Linked DNA regions of Rattus norvegicus: region 2 is linked to region 1. A link is a contact called in public Hi-C data. All regions are on one chromosome and are shown on one strand. Each heading gives the region's core, a stretch centred on a gene start, on an enhancer-like site or on the middle of the called end of the contact. The rest is flanking DNA. Distances are from core to core; before and after follow the strand shown.

The links. Hi-C and Micro-C count contacts between places; a contact is called where the count stands out from the background.
Region 2: a contact with region 1 is called in a Hi-C map of the A7r5 cell line, with 3 times the contacts expected there. The contact joins the promoter of Gatd3a here to the enhancer-like site in region 1. A contact is called at or near these places in 4 of 12 Hi-C or Micro-C datasets (the A7r5 cell line, frontal cortex, kidney and 1 more).

The regions. Positions count from the first base shown.
Region 1 is chr20:10,285,057-10,287,824 of GRCr8, reverse strand. No RefSeq gene overlaps it. Among named protein-coding and RNA genes, the nearest start is that of Rrp1, 26 kb to the right of the region's middle. Within about 2 kb of position 1,409, at least 54 of the 93 cell types and tissues checked have an H3K27ac peak or open chromatin away from gene starts, as enhancers often do.
Region 2 is chr20:10,513,151-10,516,133 of GRCr8, reverse strand. It overlaps Gatd3a (glutamine amidotransferase class 1 domain containing 3A), which reads right to left and starts at 1,675. Exons shown (of 7, transcript NM_001004225.1): 1 at 1,531-1,675; 2 at 1,307-1,359; 3 at 746-859. The coding sequence starts at 1,665.

The DNA of each region.
Region 1 (2,768 bases), core at 160-2,659:
TCTTTCTTTCTTTTTTTTTTTTTTTTTTTTTTTTTTTTGCTTGTTTGTTTTGCTTGCTTGCTTGCTTGCTTGCTTGAGACGGTCTCACTACAAAAACCCTGTCTGATCTGGAACTCGTTGTGAAGAACAGGCTGGCCTTGAAGTCACAAATATCCACTTGCCTTTACCTTTGAGTATTGAGCTTCAAGGCATACACACCATTCTTTCTGACACGGTTGGCCAGGTCAGGGTGACTCGGGCAAGGAGGACTGGCCCAAGGCTGGCTGAGTCTCCTAGGCTCTGGTAGTATCTTCTGTCCCATCCAGGGACACAACCATCTGTGTGGCTGGTGGCAGACACATGCCGCACTGCACACTAACCACGGAGACCAAAGACAGGGCAGACCCTTCCTCACAGAGTTCACAGCCAGTAACCTCTGCTCAAGAGTTAGGTTGCTCTCCTGTGTTTGCAGGGAGCAGAAACATGAGGCCAGTGACCCCCTCGTACAGAACTGGAGAGGGAATAAGACCTCAGCTCCCTAACCCTACCAAAAGGCCCAATTCCGAGCTCAGCCACTCATAACCACATGGCCCCTGGACAGAGCCAGAGGCTAGCCTGATCCAAGGTAGACCCTCAGCCAACTGTTCGTCACATAAGCCCAGAGTCCTCATGGGTTGGCCTTGTTCGCTAGCTCCTGAAAGCTCATCAGGAAGGATGTGCTCCTCAGACTCTGGAGGCAGAGGAACCTGTCCCTGCCCCCCAACAACCTTTCTGTGAATGTTGAGGTTGTCCCATGGTAAGTCAGGCCTCTTATGAGGGCATTAGGGTGCTCCATAGGGGGCCATAGCTTCTCATAGACAGTTGATGCTCCCTGTAGGGGTTAGGAATTCCATAGAGCTTTGGGGCTCCCAGTGGGAGCTGTGCTGCTAAAGGTGGAGGTCCCCAAGATGCTGGCCCTTGTCAGGTCATCTTCTCTGGGCACATGTTCCTAGAAGCAACGCAGGACCACCCATAGCTTCTCTCTTACATTAATTCCCCATCTGGACTAAACTCTGCAGGGGTAGCCCACCTGAGCTGTCCACAAACAGGACTGGCTCCCAGGGACATAGGTACCTAAGAGAAAGGAGGGAGAGAAAGGGGTGGAAATTCTTTCTGTACCACCATCTCTGTTGCCCTCGCTGTTTGGAGCAGGCTAATCCAAGGCTACATGGTTACCATATGACTCCTCAGGACCAGACAAGACAGGCGTGAACCAGGGCAGACTTGTAGCCTCCATACACTGACCCAAGAGTAGGTGCCTGTGGCCAGGAGGTGGAGAGGTTTCTGGGGCACAGACGCTGTGCGCCAGGCTGGCTGGGATGCTGCAGGGCTAGAGGAGGCTCCTCCTCTGCCTTCTGCCTGCGCATTCACTCGGCACTAAGGAACTGGCTTTCCAGGTACTTGCTATTCCCCGCGCCTTCCGTGTTGCTTGCAGCTCCCAGTTCTGATTGCCCCACTATTTATAGCCGACTAGTTCAGCGGCACAAATCGCTATTGTAACATTGTAACACAGTCTTTAAACTCCAGAAGAACACTGAAGACAATTAGCTGACTAGTTTGCTAATGAACTTCTTTCGCTCTGGCGACTTCGCGGTATAACTCTGTCCCCCCCCCCCTTTTTTTTTCTGAAGCGATGACTGTACGCTCCTGTTCCAAGAGGCCGCTCCAAAAATATAACCTCCTTTAAATAAACTGCACAATTGCACTTCCCTGAGGGAAGGCACATCCTTCCTCCCCCTGATCTGCCTGTCACCCAGGAAAGCAAGGTTGTTTCTTCGCCAGCCTTAGAAAGCGAGCTCCGGCTTCCGGCTTCCGGGGCGGGTGGCTCTGTGTTTGCTGGTGCCACATTCCCCTCCTGATGTCCTCTTAAGGCCTGAGGCTGCTCCATGCTCAGAGCAGAGAGCAGAGGAAAGGAAGTAAGGGGCTCCCAGGGCCTCGTGCCAGGGAGCTCTGTCCACATTCAGTTCCTAAATCCAAGTCCTCAGATGACCCACCGAGGAGGCAAGCCTATGCAGGAGAACTGAGGCTCAGCTCTGGGCTCCACACACTGCTTGTCTGAAGGTGGCCTGCAGAATCTGAGGTGCATATAGATGTCCCACAGTTCCCTAGGCTAGGGGACACACGGACCCATGAGCTCTGAGCCACCTTTAATTTGATTAACAGTGACAGCGGCCTCTGTCCTTTAGAGTTTCTTGCTAACCCTCCCTCAGCCCAGGAGGCCAAGCCAAAACCACAACTGAATCATGAAGACATCAAAGGTTAAAAATCTCATAATCCGGGGCATGTAGTTGACTCCACAGGTGAGAGCACTTGGCACAAAACCAGGCAATTGGGTTGGATTCCTGGACTCACTGGGTGGAAGGAGAAAACCAACTCCCTACAAGCTGTCTTCTGACTTCCACATGTGCACCATGGCATGTGTGCACCCCCCCCACACACACACTCTCTCTCTCCACATACACATTAATTAAATAAATAAGATGTAAATTTAATCGGTCCCCAGCTCCGAAAAAAAGAACCAAAAAAAAAAAAAAAGATGTAAATTTAAAACGGGGGGGGGGGGTGGTCCGCTGTGGGGGAGGGGCATGGCGGTCTGCTCCTTTCGAGCCAGCACTCAGGTGGCAGAGACAGGTAGATCTCTGTGAGTCCTGTGAGACCAACCTGGCATACACAGCAAGTTCCAACCTGCCAGGGCTACACAGTGAGCCCTTGTCTAAACAAACAAACAAACAAACAAACAAACAAAAGAA
Region 2 (2,983 bases), core at 426-2,925, 230 kb before region 1:
AGGCCTGTTAGGGCCGAACAGACTCTGTCTCAAAAACAAACAAACAAACAAACCCAAAAACCTGAGGCAGTGATGGAGTATGCCTCTTTAAAAAAAAATTTTTATTTATTCTATGCATATGAGTACACTGTGGCTGCCTTCAGACACACCACCAGAAGAGGGCATCAGATCCCATTACAGATGGTTGTGAGCCTCCATATGGTTACTGGGATTTGAACTCAGGACCTCTGGAAGAGCACTCAGTGCTCTTCACCACTGAGCCATCTCTCCAGCCCGAGAGTATGTGTCTTATCCTAGCACTCAGGAGGCAGAGGCAGGTGCATCTCTGAGTTCAAGGCCAGCCTGGGCTACAGAGTGAATTTCAAGATAGCCTCTCTATCTATGTAGAGAGAGGCTCTCTACATAGAGAAACTTGGTTTAGGAAAACAAAACAAACAACCCTTTCCCCCCCTACAAAAAACAAATAAAGGAACTAGATAAAGAAAGGGAACACAGTGCCTTGCAGGGTCAAGCCAGAACAAACCATGACCACCTCACGTCCAGAGGGAGGGCAACAGTAGTTACTGCTCTTCCCGTAAGGGTCACTGGGAGGTCAGAAACATTCTGCCCACAGCAGTGTATTTCCAGACTTGCCGGATGACAGCTGTTTTGAGGGACACATGCTTGAGCAAATAATCAGGAAGTCTGCGCTGTAGAAGGTGCACATAGGAACATGGCTCTCTCCAGGTCCTTTCCCTCCCCATACCTGCTTTCCTTCTCAGAAGGCTCCCCCTTGGTGTGGTCAATCACGTGCATCTGAGGGACATCAGGAGCAAAGATATGGACCTCAGCTCCGCCTCGGCTCAGGTGCACCAGGATCCTACGTGAAGAAAATCCACAAAGACATCACTTCCAAATGTCTCCTCCAGCCTCACGGCAGCAAGATGATTTTGCAAACGGACTTCCACTGAGTGCTAGTGTGTAGGACATCTTGATGCTTTTTTACGAAGCCAGGGCTCCTGCCACTTACAGACCTTTCTGCAAGGTGAGGGTAGAACCAGAGCGGGTAGGCAGGTATCCTTTTACTGACTGATGAGCAGCGAGGGTAGCTGACTCGCAGGTGTTACATTTTGGGTATGTGCAGGGCCCCGGGTTCCTGCCAGGCGTTCTGCCTTCACCCAGGGCCCGGGTGGCACCTTTTATGTCTCGGCTGTGCTAATTTTGGCTTTGGACTTATCACGATGCGAACCCACTGCGTTTGGTTACGACGCTCTGGCCATTTCTGCCTTTTAAACCAAGAGAATGTTTACAAACTCTGAGGACTTACGCTGAGGCCTCGTGGATCTCGGTTCCGTCATAGACTCCGCAGCCCGACAGCACCTGCAGGAAGAGAGGCACTGACGAGGGCGTGGACCCGACACGAAATTACCGAGGGTACCGGGAAGCTGAACCCCACCAACGGCCGACCTTGGGCGGACAGGTGATCGACCCCAGGCTGCGAGGACCGAGCAAGGAGAGGCACATGGCCTGGGAGTCTGACCCTGTACTCACCAACGCCACCCTGGCCCGGGGCCGCGGTGCGGAGCTGTGAATGGCTGCGCGCTGGGAGGTAGTCCGGTGGCGCCCTGAGAGCGGTAGGAGCGCAGAAGCCAACCTCGGCGACACCAGAACCCTGACAGCAGCCATCGCGAAGGGCAGACAGCGACAGTAGTGTCGAGAGAGCGTGCGCAGTAGGGCGGGGTCGCGCCTGGCCAATGGAGGAGCGCGCAGTGAGCCCTTTCCTGAAAGGGCCGGTGGGTGGGGCCGCGCTTGCGCAGTGAACGACTGTGAATGGGAACCCCAGAACCATTTTCCAGAGCGGACAAGCGGGATGGCGGGGCCGCAGTCCTCAGAACATGCCCCCTCACCTAAGAGACTGATTGGCTGTACCTGCCCAGTGAACGGCAGAGTTGGGACACGCCCCTTCCCGGTTCCGAAATGGCAAGCATGGTAGTATGCCAGGTTAGGGCCTTCCTGTGATCGACCTTGTGGTCCGGCCTGGTCTGCCTAGAGAAGGGAGCCCATCTTGGCGTATGTCACCCCGACCACCTACCGCAGCTCCAGTCTATGCAATGACTTAAAACTGATTTTAAATAATGGGATTGCAGCAAGCTCCTGCCATTGAGTCTGCTCTGGATTCCCTTGTGGCCTGAGAGGAGGCTGCAGTTCTGCTAGTCACTGTTCAGTGGAGGAGCTGAGCCTCGTGCTTTCACATTTTGAATCATTGTGGTGGTTGTGGTTACATACAGTCCAGTGTCCTTCGGGGTAATGACCAGAAAGCTCCTAAGGTTTAACTGCCACACCTGGGCCACTGTGAAAGATGTCAACGGTGGCCTGGCTTCTCTAGTCAGCTGCTGGGTGTCCCCATCAGATGGGAACCCTTCACATTTAGGAGACACATGATGGGAAGAAGCCTAGGATGCACAGTGTATGCTGAAGCCAGGGAGCATACAGAAGCGGGTTTGGTGGTCCAACACCTTATTATAATTATTATTATTATTGGGAGCCAGGGATTATCCAGTTTCAGCTGACACCAGAAGGAGTGAGGGAGGGGTAAGTGCATAGCTACTCGATGGAGTGTCAGGCAATTTGCATCTGGCTGTCCACTGGGGATGGGGTGGATGGGTGGGTGGAGTGGGCATGGTCACCACAGAGCAGACTCGTAAAGTACTCCAAACTGAGTCCAGTTTCTGGTATAAGAAGTAAACTTAAAAGACAGGTGATGGCTCTGTGCTACTTGCCTGTCCTTCCCCAGGTCCTCAGTTCCACACTTACACCCCCCCCACACACCCCACACACACAGAGTAAGGCTTCATAAAACTGTATTCATTGCTGTAGATAAGAGTCATGGCACAAAAGAAGCAAATCCCTGTCTCTCTCGGCGGCCAGGACCTTGCTGCTGGGCACATTGAGAAGCCGTTTCGTTTTCTACCCCAGGCTACACAGAACTGAACGGGAAGCTTGC